Regions from separate parts of the Mus musculus genome. Here region 2 is linked to region 1. A link is a contact called in public HiChIP or PLAC-seq data. All regions are on one chromosome and are shown on one strand. The core of a region is the stretch at or near the end of the contact, and the rest is flanking DNA. Distances in the headings are between cores, read along the strand shown. Region 1 overlaps Ccnd1 (cyclin D1). Region 2 has its middle 56 kb from the start of Ccnd1.

The links. HiChIP or PLAC-seq counts read pairs in DNA pulled down with a chosen protein or histone mark.
Region 2: an HNF4G HiChIP or PLAC-seq map of pancreatic cancer cells shows a contact between it and region 1. The contact joins two enhancer-like sites. A contact is called at or near these places in 2 of 39 promoter capture datasets (the 3T3-L1 cell line and stem cell-derived epiblast-like cells), 6 of 484 Hi-C or Micro-C datasets (bone marrow-derived dendritic cells, bone marrow-derived macrophages, macrophages and 2 more), 5 of 115 datasets of contacts at active chromatin or transcription factors (bone marrow-derived dendritic cells, bone marrow-derived macrophages, embryonic stem cells and 2 more) and 3 of 9 other capture datasets (adipose tissue, embryonic stem cells and pancreatic islet).

The regions. Positions count from the first base shown.
Region 1 is chr7:144,928,033-144,935,155 of GRCm38.p6, reverse strand. It overlaps Ccnd1 (cyclin D1), which reads left to right. Exons shown (of 5, transcript NM_007631.3): 4 at 992-1,140; 5 at 2,385-5,225. The coding sequence ends at 2,549. It also overlaps a transcript of LTO1 not described here. Among named protein-coding and RNA genes, the nearest start is that of Ccnd1, 8.2 kb to the left of the region's middle. Within about 2 kb of position 5,400, at least 32 of the 459 cell types and tissues checked have an H3K27ac peak or open chromatin away from gene starts, as enhancers often do. A contact at or near this core is called in pancreatic cancer cells, where this site is marked.
Region 2 is chr7:144,992,228-144,998,745 of GRCm38.p6, reverse strand. No RefSeq gene overlaps it. Among named protein-coding and RNA genes, the nearest start is that of Ccnd1, 56 kb to the right of the region's middle. Within about 2 kb of position 4,260, at least 37 of the 459 cell types and tissues checked have an H3K27ac peak or open chromatin away from gene starts, as enhancers often do. A contact at or near this core is called in pancreatic cancer cells, where this site is marked.

The DNA of each region.
Region 1 (7,123 bases), core at 4,151-6,650:
CCAGGCTCTGGGTGACACACAAGATGATTGATGGGAGCTGACATCTGTTCATTCTTGTGTCCTCCTCTGGCCTGGAAGCCCTGATTCGCAGGCCAAGTGACCAGCTGTCCCTGTCACTATTTCTTTGTTGGACGTGACAGGGAAGCAGTTTTCAGACTCATCTTTGGTGGGTTTATGCGGAGAGGCATTCCATCGGTGTGACATACAACTGCAGGATGCTGAGTCCAGTGGACCTGAGAGGTGTGGAGTTGGTGACCCCAGATGAAGTCCTAAAATGACACCCCACTACTTCCCAGTTGGGACATGTACATATGAGAGTCCCTAAGACTCCAGGGCCCCTCATGAGGGACCTTGGCCTGGAGATCTGAGGTGGCTATTCCCAGCTCCCTCTGAGTCTATTCCTACTGGGTTTTCCTGGACTGGGGTCACATGTCTTCCCCAACCTGGGTCAGTAAGCCGGGAAGGCTAACTCCCTTCTGTGGAGTCTAGCCTGGCCTCTGAGGAACCTGGGCCTGTCATCTCTACAGCTTTCTCCTGTGTCTGAGATGTGTCTCTAGTCCTTGGGGTGCTGCCAGGCTGACTCTGGAAGAGACAGAGATCCCTGCCTCCCACCTCAGCCGCGCAAATACTGGGATGCAGATGTGAAAGCACCACACCTTCATAGATTCCATCCTCTTAGGGCGACATAGCCAACCCCTCCTTGATGTTTGCTGGAAGTGCTGGGGATTGAACCCGGTGTGTATGCCAGGCAGCATTTTAAAGTTTGAGCCAAGGCCTTATTGACAGGTAGCATCAAGGCTCTGGCCTGGACACCGTAATCCTCCGATGTGCTGGGGTCTAGAGATGCAGCACTGTGTGCACCTAGTGCCACTTAGGTGTCTCCAAGGGAGCTAGAGTTGATGTGGGCATCCATTGGAAGGGCTTGAAGACCGGCCCCGAGGCTGTGGGTGAGAGCTGAATCATAGGCATGTCTCTGTCCCTCTCGCTGTAGATGTGAAGTTCATTTCCAACCCACCCTCCATGGTAGCTGCTGGGAGCGTGGTGGCTGCGATGCAAGGCCTGAACCTGGGCAGCCCCAACAACTTCCTCTCCTGCTACCGCACAACGCACTTTCTTTCCAGAGTCATCAAGTGTGACCCGGTGAGTAAGTCTCATCAAAGGAGGCTACAGCTGGCAAGGGCCTGGGAACCTTGGTGGGCAGTGCCAAGGCACTGTGTGACTGGGCTGGAGCTGAGAGGTGCCAAATCTGGGTCCCCACGAGCTTCTTCCCAGAGTCATGGGTCCCAAAGGCATAGAGGGCTGTGGTGTGGTGACAGTGCCCCTGCAATGTGTATGGGTAGTGGCATGTGAAGCCCGGTCTGGCCCAGCCAGCATAGGACCATATCTCCCTCAGTGCAGACGTTGGGGATTGAATCCATAAAGGACTCTGGTATAGACCTACACATTCTAGAACTTTCTTTGTGTGAGAGAGGGGTTTGCATCAGGCAGACTGTGCTACGTCTAACTGTACCTTTCTGCCAAGGAGTACAGCTGATCATGCTTGGGGCTCTGGCCGTGAATGTTTCCTCAAGGGCATCACAAGTTGGCATAGGCAGGCAAAAGTCCAGTTCTGGCTTGAACTTCAGTTGGGGGTTCAATGGAGGTCAGAGCCACTGGCATGTGGAAGGCTTCCAGGTGTGACAGCTGTTCTGCCCTGCCTGGCATCAGCCACAGGGACACCCCGTGCCCCATTCCTACATATCTCAATTGTAGAGCATGCAGCCCCCTTCCCCTAAGTGTCTGGGGCTCCTGAGAACTGAGAATAGGGTATGTGGGCAGGTTGGAGCCCACAGGCTTCAGAGAGGGAAGGGTGTCTGTGGGTCCATACTAGGCTACTTGGGCCTCACTTTCTCCATCTGTGAAATGGGGCCATTGCCCTTCCATCCTCTAGCCATGGTGTTCATCAAACAAAGGGGGAACAATACACAAGTTTTGAATGTGGGGGCTTCCCAGGTGTTCCCCAGGAATCCTCCTGGCTTCAGGAATATAGACAGTGCCCTAGCTTCAGCCTGCCTAGGCAGGGCTTCAGTTCATGAGTCTTATTCCTGGGCAAATGCTTTCCAGACCCTACCTGTGCTGGAGCTGTCCTCTCTCAGAGGCCACCCAAGGCAAAAAGTTATGAGAGATAGACGCTCCTTGTGGGGAAGTTCAGGGTACAGCCTGGGAGGAGGAACCTAGAGAGTAGCAGTACCTTTCTAGTCTCTGGCAGCTCTCACTGGATTTAGGGGTGGCTTGGGGAGTTTCCTCAAGCCTTGCTCTTAGCAAAGCCTGCCTCGCAGGTCAAGGCCCTGGCCACCGGCCTCTGGCTAAACAAGGACCCCCTCCATCTCCGCCCGCCTCTCCAGGACTGCCTCCGTGCCTGCCAGGAACAGATTGAAGCCCTTCTGGAGTCAAGCCTGCGCCAGGCCCAGCAGAACGTCGACCCCAAGGCCACTGAGGAGGAGGGGGAAGTGGAGGAAGAGGCTGGTCTGGCCTGCACGCCCACCGACGTGCGAGATGTGGACATCTGAGGGCCACCGGGCAGGCGGGAGCCACCAAGTAGTGGCACCCGCAAAGAGGAAGGAGCCAGCCCGGGTGCTCCTGACGACGTCCCCCTTGGGGACATGTTGTTACCAGAAGAGGAAGTTTTGTTCTCTTTGTTGGTTGTTTTTCCTTAATCTTTCTCCTTTCTATCTGATTTAAGCAAAAGAGAAAAAAATATCTGAAAGCTGTCTTAAAGAGAGAGAGAGAGAGATAGAATCTGCATCACCCTGAGAGTAGGGAGCCAGGGGGTGCTACAAAAATAGAATTCTGTACCCCAGTAATCAACTAGTTTTCTATTAATGTGCTTGTCTGTTCTAAGAGTAGGATTAACACAGGGGAAGTCTTGAGAAGGAGTTTTGATTCTTTTATATGTTTTTAAAAAAAAGCTTAAGAAACATTGCTTTAAAAAGGAAGGAAAAAAAATACAGCAAACCATTGTTAAAGTAGAAGAGTTTTTAGGTTGAGAAATGTACTCTGCTTTGCTGAAAAGCCACAGCTTAGGCCCTCAGCCTCACTCCCTGGCTTGCTCAGTGCCTACAGCCCTGTTACCTGATACCTGTGCTTTATCCCAGGGGTGGGCAGACCTCTTAACCTTATAGATGGTCAGTGCGACCTCTAGTGGTCTCATGGCGTGTGGCACAACCCCCCTCCCCAGGGCTCAGCTTAATGTGCCCTCTCCCCCCAACAACCTGCAGGTTCACAGCACCAGCCACACAGCGGTAGGGATGAAATAGTGACATAATATATTCTATTTTTGTAACCTTCCTATTTTGTAGCTCTGTTTAGAGAGATGCTGGTTTTTGCCTGAAGGCCCTGCAGCCTGCCCACATCAGGTTAAACCCACAGCTTTTGTGTGTGGTTTGTTTTGTTGTGTTTTCTTTCTCTATGTTCCAAAACCATTCCATTTCAAAGCACTTTTGGTCAGCTAGCTGGAGGCAGTGTTGCTGGTGTGTGTTGGGGGGAGGGGTTCTAATGGAATGGATGGGGATGTCCACACACGCATTCAGATGGCTGTACAACAGGTTGTAGGGCTGGTAGTATGAGGTGCTTGGGAAGTTTTGTTGGGTCAAGAAGAGAGAACTCTGTTCTCGCACCACCGGGATCTGTCCTGCAAAGTTGAAGGGATCCTTTGGTGCCAGCTGGTGTTTGGAAGTAGGAACCATGATGGCATTACCTGGACAAGGAGATTGGGGACAACTCTTAAGTCTCACACAGGAGGCTTTTAAACACTAAAATGTCTAATTTATACTTAAGGCTACAGAAGAGTATTTATGGGAAAGGCTGCCCATGACCAGTGTGACTCAAAGCAATGTGATCTCCCTTGATTCAAACGCACACCTCTGCCCTGCTGGAGAAGGTTTAGGGCCATGTCTGAGAGATTGGTCTTTCATTGGGCAACGGGGGGGGGGGGGGGGTCCTTAAAAAAAAAAAACCACAAAGACAGAGATTTGGTCTGCTTGACTTTCCCAACCCAATTGGCCCCATTGGAGAGCCATCCAAACTGAGGAAAATTAGGGGACTCCAAAAGAGTTTGATTCTGGCACATTCTTGCCGCTGCCCCCAAGTTAACAACAGTAGGTAATTTGCACACCTCTGGCTCTGTGCCTTTCTATTAGGACTTTTTGGCAGAAGGTGGAGAGCGGGAGGCTTAAGAGGGGATGTGAGGGAAGAGGTGAAGGTGGGACCACATGGGACAGGCCACGGCTCCTCTCATGGCGCTGCTACCGATGACTCCCAGGATCCCAGACGTTCAGAACCAGATTCTCATTGCTTTGTATCTTTCACGTTGTTTTCGCTGCTATTGGAGGGTCAGTTTTGTTTTGTTTTGTTTTACAATGTCAGACTGCCATGTTCAAGTTTTAATTTCCTCATAGAGTGTATTTACAGATGCCCTTTTTTGTACTTTTTTTTTTAATTGTGATCTATTTTGGCTTAATGTGATTACCGCTGTATTCCAAAAAAAAAAAAAAAACAGGTTCCTGTTCACAATACCTCATGTATCATCTAGCCATGCACGAGCCTGGCAGGCAGGTGGGCGGTCTGCCTCCAGGGATCCTGGGACCCTGATGGCGATCGTCCTGTCATGCTGGGCCCTTCATTTGATCTGGGACATAGCATCACAGCAGTCAGGGCACCTGGATTGTTCTGTTATCGATATTGTTTCTTGTAGCGGCCTGTTGTGCATGCCACCATGCTGCTGGCCCGGGGGGATTTGCTCTGAGTCTCCGGTGCATCATTTAATCTGTTAGGTTCTAGTGTTCCGTCTTGTTTTGTGTTAATTACAGCATTGTGCTAATGTAAAGACTCTGCCTTTGCGAAGCCAGCTGCAGTGCTGTAGGCCCCCAAGTTCCCTAGCAAGCTGCCAAACCAAAACGGGCACCACCAGCTCAGCTGAGGCATCCCAGCCAGGCAGGACCCTTGAGGGCCGCTGTATCCATGGTGATGGGGTGAGGTTTTGGCCAAAAGGCCAAAGACTGGTGGTGGGTCCACGGAATCTGCCCTGTGACATGAAAGGCTTTGAGGGGCTCTGGCTGGTGGCCAGGTTGGCTTTTTGTATTTCTGGTTGACACACCATGGCGCTTCCCAGCACAGACATGTGACCAGCATGGTCCAGGAAAAAAAAAAAGACAAAAAATCTAGAAAATAAAATTGGTAAAATCTCAGCTCACTGTTGTCTGTGTTTTCTGGGAACAGGAGTGGGGTGATGCCACAGCCATGTGGGGTGGCATCTCTGGCCCTGGCACCAACCTGGGATTCCCAAGGGGAAGGGTGTATGCAAGTGACAGCCAAGAGCAAAGTGGGAGCCTCTGGCGTCAGGGAGGCCAGCGACAGCCACTGATCAGAAGCGGCTCTGGGTCCATCACTGCCAGCTCACCCTCCTGCTTATTTGCAGATGGAAGATCAACAGAACCCGCGTTCACTGCCCCTTGTCTGGCGCAAATGGGTGTTTGCTCTGGGTGAATCACCGTTTCTTAGGTGCTGCCAAGCGCCCAGAGAGCCATGCTTAGTGTTAGGGCCAAGACCCAAGGTGGCCTTTCACATAGTTCTGCAGACCTGAGTGGCCTGGCAAGACTCCTGTGATGTCTTCGGGGTGGCAGTTACTCATGACTAGTATTGTTTCCAAACCCTGTGGGGACAGGTGGCTTTTAGACATCATCTTCTACAAGGTAGCTTTTGGGTCTCAGCTTGGCTGTTTTGGTGCCTGGTGGGCCCCTGCCCTTCTGGAAAGTGGAGGGTGTAGATGACACCTGGTCTGAGTGGTGCCACCCAATGATGAAAGCAGAAAGAGATGGACGGAGAGAAGCCCACAGTGACCTTGCCAGGCGACCTACTCAATGAGAGTATATGGGAACACCAGAGCCAGAGGTGGCTTATGAAGACACAGTACTCATCTTGTACCAAATTGTCTGATGGCAGGATCCAGAAGGTATTTTGTCAGCCCAGCTCCATATAAGCATCCGAGCCGGGTCCACAGTCACATGGCATCCAGGAGAATGGGCATGGGGCCGTCAGCATTCCAGGAAATGGCCAAAGGGCATTGAGGTGGAAGAGTGCTTTCCCCCTTGGTTCTTAGAAGCACTGGGGAGCGAGCTTATCGTGTCCAGGTAGGCTGACATGAGGAAATCCGCTGGGGTGCAGCAGCCAGGCAGCCAGTGCAGCAGAGTGGTACTAGGAATGCAGACACAAATAGCAAGGGGCTGAGCATCCACTCAAAGGCTGCTGCTGCTGCTGCAGCTGCTGCTTTCCACCACTGCCTATCAAAGGTGCTCATGGAAGGGCGCCCAACTGGAATGGGCAAGCATCACCATCAACTGCACAGGGCTCACACATGGTGCAGTCTCTTAACGGTGCAATTGGCTTGTCTCGTCATCCAGTGGTCTGTGATTCCCAGCTGTGGCTGATAGCCAAGCCTCTTTTCTTGGTTTTAGCAGTGAAACCCCAGATACCACTGGCCACTCCAGGCTCCAACCCTCAAGTTTAACTGGTAACACTGGAGGCTAGATCCTCTGCTGGGTGTAGAGATACTCCTGTTCTAAGGGTGATGGTAAAATAGCTTTTTGAGGGCCCTCAGAGATAAGGACTCAGGGAGCCAGCACACCCAACTGTCTCCTCTCAAAAGCTCAATGGCTGGTTCTCTCTCTGCCTCTACCAGCTCCATGGTCCCCTGCCCTGTGTCCTGGCCAGGCTCTCCTTTTGCAGGCGGCCTCCATCCTGCTGAGCCATCCTACCTCTCTCAGCCAAGCCAAGCTCTTGAACCTGCCTGGCCTCTCTGAGCCTCAGCTCCCTGAACTGGAAAGATTGCCCCTGGCTCCCCATTCTGTGTTGCCCCACTGCCTGGACCTGCTCCAGCCTTCCTGTTTGTCCTACAGGACTCACAGTGAATGTGGCCCCTGTGGAGCATGTGGAGCATGACATTGCACAGGTGACTCTGTGTAGCCTCTCCCCTCCTGACTCCACATCCTAGAACCAAGTGTGAGGAAGTTAGCCTGTTGCCCATGGGTCAGCTCAACTGCTGCACTTTGTCCCAGAAAGCAGGCCAACTTCACCAACCCTACAGAGG
Region 2 (6,518 bases), core at 3,011-5,510, 65 kb before region 1:
CTGGAGTTACACTCAGGTGCCACCACACCCAGATTTTTACATAGGTGCTGTGGATTGAACTCATGTTCTCATAGCAAGTGTTTACCAGCTGAGCTACGGTGCAGCCCTGGGATTCACTCTCCCTCCTCTCTGTACATAGTCACCTGAAAGCTACTTCTCCCTGCCCTATACCCTATAAGAATGTCCTGTGGAGCAGCCACCTGGGACATGAAGACAGTGGAACCCCCAACCTTGACCTCTGGGAGCACCAGCAGTCACAGGGAAAAAAACAACCCAGAGGAGGGGATGCAGGGGCAAAGGCCCAAGAGCAGGTCCAGGGAGAAGGCCCAAGAGGTAAGGGAGAAGGAACCTGATGGAGAGGCTGGGAAGATGGCTCCCTCAACCATCAAAGATTAAAAGACAGATGTAAGGTGCCAGATCCTCCCCTGACACCTATAGGGGGAAATGGGCCAACTACAGTTTGACCTCAGTGCAGAGACCTGGGTAGACATCTAACCTCCACATCTATGAGCGAGACAGGGTGGGTGTCTCTCTCTCTGTAGCCTAAGCTGGCCTTGAACTCCCGATGCTCTGGCCTCAGCTTCCTGCATGCTGGCATGATAAGGCATGCCTCCACAGGTTGGTCTACACATGCTCTTTCTAATATTTCACCAAATCTGTGACCTTGGTTCCAAATCCTCCACCACACTGAATTCCTGTGTGCACTGTCCATCTGCCCTTCCCTTCCCATCACTCCAAGGCACGTACCACCCTCTTCTTTCCTGTAAGGGCTCATAGTGCCCAGAACATCAGAGGGTCTATGTGCCATGGGCTTTCCCCTTTTCCCAGTCTATGTCTTAGGTCCTTCTTTGTCTTCTTAGCTGGACAGAAAGGTTCCCTTTTCACACTGAATCAGACTCTACTGTCAGATGTGCTGGAGTCAACACACGCACACACTCCACTGGAGGACACCTGGCTTGTCGCCAGGTCCTGGTGATAATGGCTAATACTGTCCCAGACTTGCTTAGGACAGTCAAGAAACACTGGTTTCTTTGGGGTTCTGGAGGCAGCTTGAGGTCCAGGAGTGGGTATGGTACCCTAGAAATGAGCCATGTGGCCATGAAGCAGAGGGGACCTGGGATGCCTTAGGAATCCTTTCAAACCTCACTGCCAAGTTCAAACAGACAACATATGACAAGAAGGCCTTCTTTAGGGAGAATACTGAGGACCTCCCCCTTCCCTGACCCTAGTTTTGGCTTATACTGTATCTTTCAAGGAGAACCCCTTTGGTCCCTGTATTATATGGCCCTCACAGAATGCATCCTGAGAGAATGCAGCAGCCTAGGAAGAGGTAACAAGGAGGGAATAATGCCTGCCATCCTGTCTCTGCACCTCTGCACCCCAGAGCACCCAAAAGGGCAGCTGTCCTCAGCCACCTCCTCATCCACTGGTTTGGCCATCTCATCTCACTGCTGCCTGGAAGAAACAGGCACTTGCCCAGGTCAGCTTAGAGCCAGAGCCACCTGGCATAATGTGGGTGGCCTCATGGCCACTGGGGACAGGTTGGGGGTGGGGGATGCTTATCAGAGCTCATCTGGTCAGACAAGCAAACAGGAAGCGCTGGAAAGATCCTTCCCTTCCTCCATTGTTATCCTCAGATTGTCCCCACGCAGACTCCATCCGGCAGCCTCATCAAGTAGCCTGTGAGGTGTGGCAGCTTCCCCTCCTTCCCCATCCTCCCTGTCCCTTGGAGGCTGGCTGTTTTGCTCAAGAGGGGCCCAACCCCAGACCAGTCAGATACACAGGAAGATGGAGAGCAGCTATTCAGCTTTCCTAAGCTCTGGAGAACAGGCAGCCAGCCCCACTTGGACAGGGGCCCTCAGCTTGCAGGGACATAGGACAACCCTGACAGAGTGTCCCAGGGACCAGCAGCAAGTGAAGTGTATTCAGAGATAAACCTTCACAGGAGGTGACTGAGGGGCAACTACCCTATGTTTTGCGCTGCAAAAGAGCCAGGTAATAGAAGGCACCATTGTCTGCTGAGATTATGTCACCTGGGGAGCACCTGGGGAGCACCTGGGATCCCCTCCTCCAGCACAGAACACAGAATGCTGCCACCTCTGCTAGCATGAAGAAGGGTGACCTGGCCTGTGTTATGTCTGTGGAGCGTAGCCAAAGATCCTAATGGCCACAGATGCTGGAAGCCATGACCCTACACAGGCCTGCCCCACATAGCCCAGACTAAGGAAGTGAGCAGTATGCTCACTCTACCATGCCTGCTGGACCCTCAGAGTCACACACACATACACACACACGGAAAGGGGGGTGCTTAGGGGGTAAACACCACAGTCTTGTTCCCTGTGAAACTGGCTGGGACCTTTGCCACCCACCAGGGTGTCTCTGCCTATCTTACAAGGTTAGTGCTTGCAATGCCAGCGAGCCATGTACTGTGCCACCACCAGGCATCCCTGGGTCTCCAGAGAACCCAAACATATTTGCAGCAGGAGAGAAGATGGCTCCTGCTGACCTCAGGGCCCATCAGTTAACAGAGGAAACCGAGGCAGGAAGGATGTGAGCTCAAGCCCCAGGCTTGGCATCTTTGTCCTCCTTGCCAGCACCAGTGTGTAAGTGCCTCTGTGGAGGAGGGGGCATTGGGGGACGGAGGTAGAGGAAAATCCAGACACTACTAGGATCTGGCTTCAAGTGTCAGAGCCGGCTCAAATTGCCTAGGGCCTAGAGGATACACCTCTCACGGAGGCTTCCGGCATAGCAGGCTCCAGAACCCTCTGTTCCTTTCCACCTCCTTGAGATGGGGTCATTCCCATGAAGAATCCCCCTCCTTCTTATCTTTAGGTCTAAGCATCCCCTCCACTCCCAAGAGTTTGAATCTTAGTCCTGATAGATAGTCCGTGACTCTTGTTAGTAATGGCTGGTGGCAGGCATCTACTTCTAAACATAGAGGTTCAGTGAGAGTCACTGAACTTAAACAAGCCCACCTGCAAGGTGCTATGGCCAGAAACTTTGAGACATGTTGAACAAGCCAACATTGTGGCTGTCCATAGTTGCAGGCATGTCTGGAGGGAAGGCGGGTCAGCAAGGGGACATTCGAGAATGATGGTAAGGTAGAGATGGTCTCAAGTCCCCCCACCTGGGTACTAGTCCTGATTTCCTCCCAGATGGACTGTGTGGACGGGAGGCACTTTATTTGTCAATTCAGAATTGGGACAACACAACTTCAAACTGAAGGCTGTGCAGGGTTTGGATGAGAGTGTGAACTCTCAGCCACGGGGTGTGATGCCAGCTGAGAGCCCATACAGTGCTGCCAAGTGTCAGCTCAAAGCCCTCCCTGCCTCTGGGATGCCAACCGGGGATCATCTCTTCTAGGTGGATCTGCAGCTCTGAGGAGGACTACAGCTACCTCAGGCTTCTATGGCTGGCTAAGGAAACCAATGGAACCAATTCCCATCTGCAGCCAAAGAGTGGCTTGCCATCGGCCTGTAGTCATGGTAACACTGGAGACTGCCTCAAGCTAGCTCCCCATCAGACAGGTACCCTAGAGTCCTAAAGGTCAAAATTACAGGACACCAGCTAGCATCATCTGAACGCTGACAGGCTAAATGTGGGCATGGAAATATGAAGTAGAATAGGACCAATAAAGGGAAAGTAGTCAACCCTAATTGAAGAGGGGAAGGACCCTCAGCCCACCAACAGTGGCTCAGTATCAGGTCTGAGGGCCTTTCTCTGCAGATACTTGTGAAAATATTTCCTACAGTTCCTGGGTCCCTTCAGGCCACTTGCCACTTCAGAGAGCTTCATAGTAAGAGTTCTACATACCCCTAACGCTAGGAGGGGGCACTCGGTTCTGGCTCTATCTGTGCCAGATGGCTTGGGCCCATCTGAGTGGCAGCCACCTGGGCTTGCATTCTCTCTGATGGAGTCCTATGTGTGACAAACTTCCTGAGCTCCACAGGACATTACACTCTGCAGTCAGAGTCCCTTGGTCTTGGGAAGATGGCAGAGAACAGCAGGTGACTTGCATTTGTCTGGTGTTTCTGTCTGTCCCTCATGTGTGGCCTCGGCTGGACACCAGGATCTGCCATCATCAGTCCCCTCTGTGTCAGGATCCAGCACAAAGCCCTGGACCAGGGTTTTATAGAGAGAGGCCTATGAGACTCAGCCTGAGGTCGCCCCTGTATGGCTCTCTGCACAGTGCTCAGGAGTTCTTACTGAGCCTGGGGCAATTCAGCATCCCAGAACCGGCACAGGAAGAGCCACCCAGCCGAGCATGAGTCACTGTGGTCCTTGCTCATTGACACTAATCCAACCAACAGGATATAATATGTGGGCCTTGCATTATACCTGTGGCAGGGCATTGTGCAACCTCTCTGGGCTCCCAGGACACAGCACTTCATACTGGGTGACTATCATTCCCTGGGGTACATGACAGGACTATTGATAGCTCTGGATGGCAAAAGCTGAAACATGCCCACACACTGTCCGGAGCCCAGGACAGTCCTATAGCTCTAAATGCTCAAGCTTTGACTTTACCATAGCAGCATGTACATGCAAAGGTTGGGAAGCAGAGGGACCTTCCTGTGCAGCTCAGTGGCCCTGGCCAAGCTGAGGCCAAGATCTTTGAAAAAAAATAAAATGTGCTGTACAGGAGCCCTCCTGACTCTGCTTCCATAGTGAGGCTTAGGGAGACGATCTACTTGGCCTGGTAGGGTAGCATCTCTGTCCAACCAATCATGATGTCAGGCAGCCATCAGGGAGCTAATGGCCTGAGTTTTCTTCACATCCCCTTGACTCTTGCCACCACCATCATCAAGCCCAGTCCAGATTCCTATGAATGTGACAGCCCAGTGACCAGCGGTGGCACTCTCTGCCTTCCAAGACCCCACTCTAGGCAGTTGCCCAACAGTCTCAGGATGCACATTCACACATGGGACCATTTTTTGAATTCTTTGGGAGTGAGAGCAGCCAGGCATCAACAGAGCCCTGTTCACAGGCCAGGCTGGCAACGAGAGAGGGAAGCTATTGTGCAGGCCCCACTACACACTGTAGAACAGTGCCAGCCAACCAGACTGCGGGGCAGAGCTTCAGAGGAGGGCCATCCCATAGATGACGAGGATCCCAACTCCAGAGGCTAGACCCTGCCTCTAGATAGCAACTGTCCCAGAAGGGAGACCATGGGGCAGCCATCTTTCCCCACAGAACAATGAGGTTGGAACAGCTTCATAACAGGCAGGCTGCTTTGACTGGGCAGAGGCAATTGAGGCCCCAGGCCAAATGAAACTCCCCATGCAGGCTTGGAGTCTCAGTCCCAAGATGCCATCTAGGTGGTACTAATGCAGACATAGCTAGAGGAGGCCCAGGCCCACTCTGTTCCATCTGGGCAGCAGCCTATGGTTCCCCTCGCCTCTGAGTCACACCTTCATCAAAACCTAGAAATCCCACACGCCCTAGCCAGAAGAGCAGCATGCACACTGTGAGCCCTTGAGTAGTGAGTGAAAGGGTGACTGAAAGAATAAAGATAAGCAAGAGGAAATGGATGGAGAAGGAGGGCATTGAGCTGGGGAGGGGCTTAGTTGGTAATTGATTCCTACACAAGCATGAGGTCCCGAATTTGGATGCCCAACACCCACATGAAAGGCAGGCAGAGCAATGTGCACCTGCTATCCCATTGCTGGGGAGTCGGAGGTAAGTGGGTTCCTGGGGCTCACTGTGCAGAGAGTCAAACTGAATAGGTGAGACCTAGGATCCGAGAGAGACCTGGTCTCAGAAAATGAGGAAGACACCCGAGACTGACCTCTGACTATGCATGCACAGGTATAAACATACATACAAAGATACACACAGGCAAGGAGGAGTGTATAGTTATAAGCATTAGGTGCATGCATTAGATTTGAGGGGTGTGGAAGACCCTAGGCCCTACTTGAGTCATGTCCTCAACCAAATAAATAAGGGGATTCCTGATCACCCAGCAAAGCCAGGGCTCCAGGATCTTCCTCTATGTGCAAGAGAGGTACAGATTGGTACACATATCCATTGACCCAAAGAACACTCAACCCTGGCTGCTGGACATGGTATTGAGCCAAGATGGGCCTGATTCCCGTGCATTCCAAAATCCCCTACGAATTTGGAAAGCACCGGAACCCGGGGACTTTTCCAGAGTGTAGTTCATTCTGCCAATGAGAAAGACTACCATTACATCTGAGTGGTCCGAGAACTGCCAAAGCATGATGACCCACCCAGCAGAGAGGCTCTCCCGCTGTCCATGTAGCCACTGCCTCCTAGGCCTGGCCCAGCATCCCCAAGTGCAGCAGCACACACAAACAGGGTTCCACTTTATAACCTGAAATATCACTTGCCATCCAAGTAGCCCTTACAGGTGCCCCCCCCCCGCATGTTGGCAGCTGCAGCTGCTGGAGAGGGGATACCCACTTGTACCTACTGGGGGAAGGAGCCAGGGTCACATACATGGCCATGAAAACCTCTGCACTTGTCACTAATTAGAAAACTTAGCTGACAGAATTAGT